Regions from separate parts of the Mus musculus genome. Here regions 1, 2 and 3 are each linked to region 4. A link is a contact called in public Hi-C data. All regions are on one chromosome and are shown on one strand. Each heading gives the region's core, a stretch centred on a gene start, on an enhancer-like site or on the middle of the called end of the contact. The rest is flanking DNA. Distances are from core to core; before and after follow the strand shown.

Region 1 (2,700 bases), core at 174-2,673, 690 kb after region 4:
AGATGAAATGCTTATGTGAAGGTGTTTAAAGAAGGACATGTGAGTGGTGGGATTGTTCTAGACAGACAGAAAGGGCAAAGAGGAAGTGAAAGCTAAGAAGACTACACTGTAGTGAGTGGTTGCAGTTAGAAAAGCAGTTTGTTTTCAAGTCCTTCTGGGAAACCATATGATATTGTGTGTTAAAAATCCCTAAGTATTAATAACTTTGTGGTTATCCCAATTAATATTTCTCCAAGAAAGAAATTGTGCTGTGAAAGCAATCATAAGCATCCCATGTTGCCTGAAAGAAAAAGGCAGACATGTGAATTATAGTACATCTACTTGGAAAGTTGTACATCCGTGGAAACAATGTTATAATATTGGTTATGTTATTATAACATTGTAATAATATTAGTTGTATATTATACATAGTTATAATAATGAAAAATGATTATTATAAATATTAGATGGTAGTCTGAGGAAATGCACATGAAAAAAATCCAAGCCTTCCAAAAGTAAGTTATAAAATTATGCATGTGCTATAACCAAAGTCATATTATACATATATTATAGTCAAGCTTTTGTTTCTGAAAGTTGCAAATGATGATTCCGTACAGCTGAGGATACCTGTATGAAAGAATCTCTACAGACTTCCTACGATGCGCAGTAGTATTTAATTTTTTGTTTTCATTTACATGCAACTGTTGTTTCAGCTCTTCAGCTTTCAGTCTTTCCCTAGAATGTGTCTTTTACGGGAGAAACGCAGCTTCCAGTAAGAGGCTGAAATTCCCGCCTTCCGGGAAAACCCGCAGAAACCCAAGCTCCCGGCGCTCAGTGGTGCTTCCTGGTTTCCACCCTCTGCCTCTAAGGCCATTGTGCTTGAAACTTGTTGGAGTGAAAGGAATTCCCGGAAGCCCCAAGTCAACGAAGAAAGAAGCCAGATCGCAGTAGCAGATGGTTCATCTTACAGCTTTCATTTATTTTCTTTACGTGCCAGGAGGGGGTTACATTATCGACTGGGAGGGTGACCACACCTCTCTTCTTTAGAAAATGCCTGCTTGGCACCGTGGCATTCACCCAAGAAAAGTGTCACATTCTTTTGTCCCAGAGGTCCAGAGAAAGCTCTATCAGGCGGTTTTTGTTTTTGTTGTTGGTTTAAAAAAAAAAAAAAAAAAAAAAAAAACAGTATAATTACCATAAAGAAACCCTTCTGTCTCAAAAACACAAGCTTCCCATACATGGTAAGATGAACTAGACGTTATTTCTCTGCACAGCAAAAAAAAAAAAAAAAAAAAAAAAACCTTTTGGCCCACCCTACAAGCCATTTATGGGTTTGATTAAGGCCCACGGGTGTCTCTAACTTATTTATTTAGGAAACACTGTTATTGTCTTAATGTAAACCCAGTTCAGGATCAGTTGACAGTTGGAAAGCTGCGGCAGAGGGTTTTCAAAGGCGCCTCCTTGGAAAGGGGCTCTCCATTCAGCTCCAGTTTCTGAGTCGTACTGCCAGCTCTGCTCAGAAAATAAACAAATGTTTGTTTTACAACATGGCAAAGGGGGCTCCCATTCATCGTGGGCCAGATATGAAAACAAACTTCCACGTATAAGGGCTTTTGATACACATGACTTACTTGGATGACAAGAGGCTCACTGGGGAGTGCTTAAAGCTTATTAATATTGCACAAAAGACTTTTGTTTATCATTTCCCTGGACTGCCTGGGAATCACAGATTCAAGCCGCCACCCGGCTGGTGTCCTAGCATTTTAGCTGCCTTTAACGTGTGCAGATTGTGAAAGTACTGCTGGTTTGGAGCCAAACACAAACTCTCCACCAAGCCAGGTGAAAGAACTCAGAACTGCAGGGTTCTAAGAACCAAGGTTGGGATTGAAATTAAAGAGAGAGCAGAGGGGAGAGAGCTCCCTCTACAGGTAAAAAACTAGATGCCTTGCATCTACCTGCTTGGAAACCAGTAACTTCCAGAAAATTTGGAATCCATGGCCTGTCTAAAGAGACATTTCACCTCCTATTTAAACAGTCTACGCCTACAAGCTCTACTCTTCAGACAATGATCATAATGAAAAATCCTCTCTTGAGGCATCTGTTTACTAGGAAGGTGTGCAATGAGGTATAACCGATGTCATCTCCACCTCCCCTGTAATCTAGTAACCACAAGCTACTTGTGGCTGTGCTTAAATAATGCTGGATCGATGGATACAAAAGCAAAGAGTTTAAGGGGAGGATTGTGCTGTGAAGGGTGCAAATTAGCTTTTTTTATACCTATTACATACTTAGAAGATATTTGTAATAATTGGATTAAATTTAAAAATAATTAAATCAATTTCACCTGTAGTTTTTTCCCCCATGTTTTTAATATGACTACCAAAAAATAAAATTACTTATTCATCATCTATTTCTATAAGTGTTGGCCTAGATAATTAGGGTATAGTATCATATCAGAGCTAAAGCCTGTGGGATCTTTGATTTGTGCTAGTTTAGTTGATTCCTTTTTTCTGGTGCTGGGGTTATAACCCCGAGTCAGGAAAGTGTTCAACCACTGAGCCACAGCCACAGCCACAGCCACAGCCACAGCTCACTCACATTCTCTTGCCTTAAACATGCCCTTTCCACCCACAAACTGAATTTCTGAAAGCTAAAAGGATTTTTTAAAAAGTTTTAATGCAAACATCTCTATTTAAAGTCTTATCAAAACATGAGCAAACT
Region 2 (2,700 bases), core at 30-2,529, 600 kb before region 4:
GCTTTAGCAAGGATCAAAAGTGTGTGAAAGTGTGCACATGCAAACGAGGTCCCCACCCCAGGAAAGTCACCCTGGAATGGAAATGACAAAGCATGGAACACACACTATCAATTATTTTCACTAAGCACTTAAGATATAGAAAACAAAATCTGCTTTGGGAATTGACTGAATGTTTTATTTAGCTTTTTTATTGAGACATTCTTTGAAAAATGGCATGATGTAAATAGTTTTACAAAGCAACAGTATGATCAATCTCTAAACTAGAATATAAATCTAAGCTTTCATTAACTGCTGGTAGCCAGTTTAAATTGTGGTCTTGTCCATAGTGCCTATCTATCTATGTATGTCCAAGTTATATTAAAAACCTTTAAATGGCTTTGTAATATCAGCCACATCTAGCTATTATAATAATTAATGGTACTATTTTATAAATCAATACATGTATTCTTGATAAATTCATATCCAGATAATGGTGTAATTTAAATAAAAAATTAATGTAATAAAAGACACACAGAAATGGGCAGGAAATCTTTAAAGGTTAAGAGCCAAATTTGTCTAAATTCATTTGTAACCTGTTTTGGAAAAGTTTATATTTAAAATCAGTAGAGTTTTTACCTTGTTTCTGTAGAATGAACCTTGCTATTTCTAGGGTGGTATCTAGAACTGAATTTGTAATATATTTTCTGTTTAAGCAATTAAGTTTTAAGCACAGTTGGAATATGACAAATATCTTCCTGTTATTTTCTGTTTTGTGATTGTTAAATATTCTTCAGAAAAATAGAACGAAACAAATTGTAAGCCTTAGCCAGTTATTTATTTCTTTAATACACAAAATGAATGTAAATGTCTTTTAACAATATAAATGAACTGTCTGGAAAGCCCCAGAGCTATACACACAGTTTATTTAAGGGGCGAAGGACTGATCAGTTTGGTGAATTTCAGTGTGTGTGAGCTCTGCATTTTCTCTGCTTTCTCTTGGAATGAATGTCTCAAGGATTTTAGAAAGAAACAGAAAGTGCTTGGGAGAGACCGAAATGCATTTCTACACAGCACATGGGTAAAGAAACATGCCAGAGTAGAAGAATACATTATTGTTTAATCTAACAGATGCACATGGAAGAGATATTAAAGAATGACTACATTTAAAACAAACAACAGGAGGTAGTAAACTGTCAAATATAGCACCAAATCTTTCACAGTGTGCAGAGCGAGCACCTCACAAAAGCATAGCTTTCAGGATCCCTCTGTCCCGGCTGCCCTGCCATCCTCTCTGGGCAAGCAGCAGAAACCAGCCTGTAATCCACTGAGTGCTTTCTGACATTTTTTTTTCTTAACATTTCTCAGCTTTATCTAGAGGAGCAAAAGGGACATGTGCAGTTGCCTTTGACACTGATGGGTGTTTTAAAATGGAAGGGGGCGGGGGAGGAGCCTCAGCCAGTCACTTCATCCACATGCTACACGAACAATTGATATTTGCGGAAAGTTTACATTTCCAATGAAGCTGCCTTTTGAGGAATTCGTCTTAAGAAAGCTGCTATTTGACAGAGGGAAAGGAGACTATTCGGTGGTGATTACATGTTACTGTGCGCTCAGGTCCAAGTATTTAAAATGTATTGTGTTTTTCAAGGGAACCTGCAGCAAAATCACTCCTAAGAGGCTTAATTTAGGTTTTATAGGAGGAGCATAAAAAAGACTGGGTTATAGCAACATGCTGAAATATGGGGTACATTTTAAATATCTTCATTTAAAAACGTATGTTTATTTTCCCTCCTGGGATCACTAAGGGTAGGTCTCAACAGAAAGCAAGGGCATGTGACATTCTTAAAAAATTGTATCGTGAAAGGATCACATTCCAGGGTAGGTTTGGGCATTTTTATTAGCCCAGATAACCTCTTAATTATGTCACTGCCTCCACTTGTTAATCAGAGACATTCAGCACAGTTAACCACACAGTCAGTACCTTTAGGAGCCTCCGTTCTTACTAAAGATCAGAAGCACATTTTATTCCTGTCATTGTATTATTGCATATATGATTAGCACTGCTCCAATCCGCTCTGCTTGCTTTAAATACATACCCCCTACGAAAGTGTTGAGCTGCTTCCCAGTGTCATCACTTCAAGCTGTGCAACCCCCATAAAGCTTGAAGGAACAGATCACATTCCCTCTCTCTGCCCATGCCCCTCACAGTTCCTATTCGGATCAATTTGAGATTTCTTCTGCAGCCGCCAGGGCTGAGAGCAAGGTGTAAGTGGAGTAAATAAAATCACCGTTGCTTTATCAACCCTCCCAGGTAGTTTTTCTGCCAGCCAGCCTGCGCTGTTAAGACCCATAAAGTTATGCAATAGCAACGACTTCCTCCAAGGTTCTCTAATCAGATAATGGCTGATGTAGGAAGAGAAGAGCCCAAGGCGGTGTGGCTGGCACTTAACACTGCGGTTGGTCATTACTTGTCTCGTAGAGACCAATAAACAACTGATTACTATCCTCTAAGAAGCCAATATTCAACATCCGCCCCATTCCCTTTTCTCCTTTTCTTCTGGACTTCATTTTGCAGTAAGTATTTGTCAAAAAGATCAATGAAAAATAGCCTCCTAGGTACCTTAAAAATAAGAATTTTGCTAGCTTGTAACATTGCCTTTTTTGGAAAAGTGAGAATGATTCTTTCTTTCTTTCTTTCTTTCTTTCTTTCTTTCTTTCTTT
Region 3 (2,700 bases), core at 155-2,654, 790 kb before region 4:
TGCTGTATTGAACTCAAGAGAACATCTCTAGAAGTTGATTGTCTTAGAAGAGTATGAAGTATTGTCAGGTAGAAAATAGATGTGAGAATGAGAGAGAGAGAGAGAGAGAGAGAGAGAGAGAGAGAGAGAGAGAGAGAGAGAAAGAGAGAGAGAGAAACTACGAGAAACTACTCAGGTTTGAGTTGTTGCATGGGAGTGACAATGGGTGAATAAGTCAGCCAGAGTCCAGAAAACGCTTCATATATGAGACAGCAGTTGAGCACTGTCTTAAAGGTCACCAAGAGACTTGCCACATTACTGAGGAAAGGAAAAGAAGCCCATTGTGGGGAAAGAACTAGCCCAAGAAGCCTCAAAGAACTGAGAGTTACCAAGTGCAGAGAGCTTCCACAGGCTCAGTACCAGGTATGTGGAAGGTACCCTAACACATTGAGTCTTGGCAAAATCTTTGCTGAAAACCCACTTGGGAAAGTCTGTCACAGTCCCCAGTGCCAGGCTAAAAGTTACGACCTCCATTCTAAGGTCAAAGGGCCACTGTGGAAGTCCTGGAAGTGCCAGGGTGCCATGATCAGCTACGTACTTGAGGAAAATAATTCTGGCTGCTCCTGTGTACTGGAGATGGAGACTGTACAACTCCTGGGGATCTCTGAAGTATTTAGCAAATTCTTGAGAAAGGGGTGTCTGTAAACCTTGCTAGTTATCCTCTTAACATAACACAGGAGCATTATTCTACTTGACTTTTGGGAAATGACTTTTGGGATCTAGAGGGGTGGGATTGGGCTGTGTCCTTCACATTTTCTAACACTCCTAGGCATTGGGCATGCTGAGACCCCTGCAAAGAAACCCAACTTTCCACATGTCGAAAATAGGATGACCCTGAACTATGGAGTCTCCACACAAAACTGTAAATGAAAATGGTCTCGAATCTATGATTGTCGGATAACTTCCAGCATAACAAGGGTGTCCCAACCTTATGCTTGCATTTGCCCCGGCAGTCGAAAAGTTCAGTTCACTTCCTTAATTAATTTTGCCTCTATGACCCAGAGGCCCTGGGACATAACATCCACTTTATTTTTACCTGGTAGCCCACTGACAGGCAGAGTTCCCATCAGTTGTGATGTAAATCTTGGGCTTTTTAAAAGGGTTTTGTTTTTTGCCTCCCTACTGATGTATTTTGAGGAATAGCAGCTCTGGGAGAAAGGAAGGAGATAGTTTAAGGGGAGGAGGGGCAGAGCTTGGACCTGCCTATAGAGGATTCCCCACTGACCTGGTCAGTCTGACCTACTGAATGGTATGAATACAATAAATGCTGTTTTATCCTGCCTTGAAAGGCAGGAGATAGCACAGTCTAAATGCCCAGGCATGCTTAAATAGGCGACATGGGATGTTTGAGTTGAGTGTGTTTGAAATCTGAGCTCTCTGGCAGCCTGGGAGTTGCCACAGGTCACCTGCCTTGTTCCACAGGGACAGGCCCAGGTTTCACTAGAGACTGTCCAGAGCGGAATTGTAATACAAATTCCTTTCTTTGTTGGTTGGTCTCATTCAATAGACCACGGCCTATAAAATTTTGTAAAAACAATTCTTAAATATTATTTGAAAGGGCAAATGGCCTACGCTGAAAGGTTTGACAGTTTGACATATAGTGCATGGTTTTGATAGGTTGGAAACTGGAAAGTGTGGCCAAGAGTCTCCCCCTGCTTGTTAGAAGCTTGGTGTTGGTAGATTAGTATCTTTTTGTGGTGCGGAGTGCCTTTGCTTCTTGCAGTCTGGCAATGCGTCTGCTTCAGTGATCTTAAATCCTTTTAGACTAATTTGTGAGAGAGCAGAAAAAATCGCTGGCACCTTAGAATCCAGTGTCCGGAAGCACAGAGCCAGGTACCGCCAATTAATCATAGCAAGGCAGACTCCTCTAGAGATCTCTGATAGCATCAGAGTCTGTTCCCAGAGAGTCACGTAGGTGAGGAAAAGAAAGGAATGTGAGTGGCCTGGTCTCTCATCAGAACCTGGGAAGTTGCAAGGAGTAGATTTCTGCATTAGAATATTACATACATGCAGCAGTGTGCACGCAGGTAGCCATTGCTGGCTCTGCATAGCCAAAGGCCATTTGCAGGAGCCTCTGGCCCCTCAGTCACTGGCCTACTAGTTAATTGCCACACGGACTTCATGACACATGGGCAGATAATATGACATTTTCGGTTTCTGTCACTAGCAAACGCCACAACGTTGCTTGCACAGTTGCTAAGAAGCTGTCAGAAACCATTAGCAGTTGGCTAAAGTCGCCCTGTGGCATTTCCACATAGCATCAGCAAAACGAGCATAAATCACCCACTGGAGCCCACTGCTACCCTAATGAGGCCGTAAGCTTGTTTATGGAGTAGCATCATTTTTATGATTATTTCCACCTTTTCAGTTTGCCTTCATTTGGCGGCAGGAGAAGTCAGCACCAGGAATGAAGTCACTGCTGACATTTTACAAATGGGCTTCAGAGCTTCTGCCTGCTGCCGTGTGGTTGGCCGTGGTTCTCCAAGTTTGTGTAGTGATCTTAAAAATAAAAAAATAAAAAAAATAATAAAAAATAAAAAAAATAAAAAAGGAAATAAATCCTCCCGAGACCACATCGAGGTGACTGTATCAAATTGCGGAGTGAATTGAAATGCTAAAGGTACAATTGACCATTTAGACTCTCCTCTGAGGTCGAGACGC
Region 4 (2,700 bases), core at 76-2,575:
GGGGGAGAGAGAGAGAGAGAGAGAGAGAGAGAGAGAGAGAGAGAGAGAGAGAGAGAGAGAAGTTACAGTTCTGCTTCATGTTTGTGATTATAAAACATTTAAACAAGTAATATTTCCGAAGCTAAATTTAGATTTGAATTGAAAATCATTTTCTAAAAGCAATTTCCAAATATGAGTCACAATTATGCCTCTCCTCTGTCAGAAGAATCAAGGCAAAAGAAAAGAAACAAACAAAAATGCATATTCTCAATGTGTTAAAAGTTTCTCCTAAAATGTTCTTGGCATGTTCACTTTTACCAAAATATTTTATAATTCACTAAAATTTAAATTTGCCTTTAAGACAGCCATTTTCCTTAGATTAGAGAAAATTACGATGACATTGATTGGATTAAATATTCACTTGTGTTATTAAAATCACTGTGAAAACAAACAGACCTATTCAAATGTCTAAAACCTTTGGAAGAGACTGGCTTCTGCAATGTAAATCAAGGGTGAAAATCTGGCTGATTTAATTTAAATTTTAACTGATTTTAAAATGCTGTCTTCTTTAGAGATTGAGTTTCAAAAAGTTGATTCTAAAAACTGACAGATCTTTTATGAATATTTGGGAAATTATCTTTAGCTTTTTTGTAGCCCATCAAAAAGGCAAAAGAATCATAATCGGCATTTTGTTAGTCTATGTGGTGATATAACCGAATCCCTCGGAAAGAACAGACGGAAAATGGTAGCTATTATTAATTTAGAAAGACAAAGCAAAGCCCGGCATTTCAGTAATGTGGAGAGTTGTGTGCTCTTGGAGGAGAAAGGGTTTTGTAATTGGATTTTGAAGTAATTTAGAAGACGAGATAAGACGTAATGGTTGTGTATTAGAGGTTAGAATGACAACAGAAACCCATAATGTGAGGGTTCATTGAACTGGGAAAAAAATACAACAACAAAGAAACGCAGCACTGACGGAAAATGGCCTGAGCGGGAAGCAACAAGGTGAGTATGTGAAGGCCAGAAGGACCCATTCTGAGTAGGCAGGTCAGTCAGCAAGTAGCTGGAGCAGCAGACAGGCCGACAGCAGGATGCTGCTCCTTTCTGCAGTCACCTCTCAGCCCACCACCCCACTCCCACCTCCCCAACACACATCCTTTTTCCTACTGGAGAATTTTCTCCTGTCTTCTCTCCTGTCAGTCATCACCTTGGCTCCTCAGCTCTGTCACCGGCTGGCTCCCAGGTTCTCTGAGGAGATGTCCTGTGACAGTGGCTAAGCTCTCCTACCAGCAGCCATGCACTCAAAGAGCCAGGGCAGCCGACCAGACCTGCCTATCCACATCTGTGGAAACTCATACCCTTAGCACACTGGGGAAGACAAAGAAGACTCAAACAGGAAAATGAAATCCTCCTGCCTTTACAGCCCAATATTCAGTTGAAGTCTTGGGCAAGTAAATAACTTATCTTTATTTTTTAAAATCTCTTTTCAAAGGACACAGTCGCCTAAGCTCCAGATCCCAAGATAGGCCTCGGATGAGTAGCTATTTTGGAACAAATAATTCAAGTATTGGCATTAATCAGAAGAGCTGGCTTCTACAATCAGAGGGCTATTTCTAGCTGGGAGGCTGTTTCCTGCAGGACTGAATTGCTTCCCGGTTGCCGGCACTTGGCTACCCCCTGCTGGGCAGGAAGCTAAGGGCCTGCAGATCACACCATTATGCTCCAGGGTCATCTCCCTGCAAGGCCTGGGACAGAATCCACTTACTACCTGTCAAATTGTTATCACACATTCTTGACATGAGGCTGAAGTGTGAAGTTCCCTTCCATTGCCTAAGAGGTGTTAAAGATTTTTTGTCCTTCCTTCCAAGCTCTTTGTATGCCGGTTTAAGCAGAACAAATCTATTTATTTCTTTGTATGTGTGTGTGACGGTGAGTTTATTAAAAGCACACCCATAACTTGTAAAATAAAATGATGGCATGCTTTGTTTAGCATGAAAAGTGTGCTTGCTTAAACCTCATTTTAAGCCTTCGGTGAGTGAGTCCCTTCATCTTGAGGCAGAAGACATGGATTGTGCGATGAAGACACCAGGCTTTGGCTGAGTGGCCTGGAATGAAGCCTGGTCCTGAGTTTTCTTCTCAAAGCAGCTTATCAATCACTGAAAAAACAAAACAAACAGACTAACAAAAAACAAAAAATAGCCACAAAATGAAGCACGCTTTGGCAAATATAAGATGTGAAAACCAAGTTTAATCAGATCAAGTTTTCAAATACAGATGAATGTGTTTGAATTGTCATTCAAAGTATTTTAACAAAACCCGAACTGAAGGAAATTTGTTGCTGTACTTTTAATGCATATACATTGCTAAGACAGGAAGCCACAGGCACATTTGGAAGACATAGCTTAAAAGTGACTTTAATAAAAAATGGGTAAAATGCAAGGGATTTTTAATTTTTTTAATTCAAAATAAGTAAAATCAGAAGGGATTAGGTGACATCAGGGCAGTGACAGGGAGGAACACGTGAACAGAGGGAGCTTTCAATGACTCAGTGACCCAAGTGTGGCTTTCACACTCTCTCAGTTCTTATTCTGACTTGGGTTTTTTTATTTCACTCATTTTGCAGATGAGGCAGACACTCCAGAGCAATCAAGCAAGAGCTGCCTGTGTAGCACCAGACAGACAGCATCTGTGTACATGAGGCACAAAAGTCAAGGCATACGG

Evidence for each region. A called contact is a pair of places that touch in the nucleus more often than the background predicts.
Region 1: a contact with region 4 is called in a Hi-C map of the N1E-115 cell line, with 12 times the contacts expected there. The contact joins two enhancer-like sites. A contact is called at or near these places in 11 of 484 Hi-C or Micro-C datasets (the N1E-115 cell line, embryonic fibroblasts, myocytes and 2 more), 2 of 115 datasets of contacts at active chromatin or transcription factors (astrocytes and embryonic fibroblasts) and 3 of 9 other capture datasets (embryonic stem cells, embryonic tail and embryonic trunk).
Region 2: a Hi-C map of cranial neural crest shows a contact between it and region 4, with 2.4 times the contacts expected there. The contact joins two enhancer-like sites. A contact is called at or near these places in 15 of 484 Hi-C or Micro-C datasets (the N1E-115 cell line, Sertoli cells, cerebellum and 8 more) and 4 of 115 datasets of contacts at active chromatin or transcription factors (differentiating embryonic stem cells, embryonic basal ganglia, embryonic hindbrain and 1 more).
Region 3: a contact with region 4 is called in a Hi-C map of the N1E-115 cell line, with 8 times the contacts expected there. The contact joins two enhancer-like sites. A contact is called at or near these places in 2 of 484 Hi-C or Micro-C datasets (the N1E-115 cell line and uterus) and 1 of 115 datasets of contacts at active chromatin or transcription factors (cardiomyocytes).

The regions. Positions count from the first base shown.
Region 1 is chr11:17,459,299-17,461,998 of GRCm38.p6, reverse strand. No RefSeq gene overlaps it. Among named protein-coding and RNA genes, the nearest start is that of Gm31268, 140 kb to the right of the region's middle. Within about 2 kb of position 1,423, at least 50 of the 459 cell types and tissues checked have an H3K27ac peak or open chromatin away from gene starts, as enhancers often do. A contact at or near this core is called in the N1E-115 cell line, where this site is marked.
Region 2 is chr11:18,753,595-18,756,294 of GRCm38.p6, reverse strand. All of the region lies in intron 1 of Gm31674 (a long non-coding RNA gene), which reads right to left. It overlaps Gm28401 (a long non-coding RNA gene), which reads left to right. Exons shown (of 2, transcript XR_872259.2): 2 at 1-798. Among named protein-coding and RNA genes, the nearest start is that of Gm31674, 6.9 kb to the right of the region's middle. Within about 2 kb of position 1,279, at least 22 of the 459 cell types and tissues checked have an H3K27ac peak or open chromatin away from gene starts, as enhancers often do. A contact at or near this core is called in cerebellum, where this site is marked.
Region 3 is chr11:18,944,660-18,947,359 of GRCm38.p6, reverse strand. The region is part of intron 7 of Meis1 (Meis homeobox 1); the gene reads left to right. Among named protein-coding and RNA genes, the nearest start is that of Gm16141, 44 kb to the left of the region's middle. Within about 2 kb of position 1,404, at least 23 of the 459 cell types and tissues checked have an H3K27ac peak or open chromatin away from gene starts, as enhancers often do. A contact at or near this core is called in the N1E-115 cell line, where this site is marked.
Region 4 is chr11:18,150,931-18,153,630 of GRCm38.p6, reverse strand. No RefSeq gene overlaps it. Among named protein-coding and RNA genes, the nearest start is that of Gm12018, 56 kb to the right of the region's middle. Within about 2 kb of position 1,325, at least 19 of the 459 cell types and tissues checked have an H3K27ac peak or open chromatin away from gene starts, as enhancers often do. A contact at or near this core is called in the N1E-115 cell line and cerebellum, where this site is marked.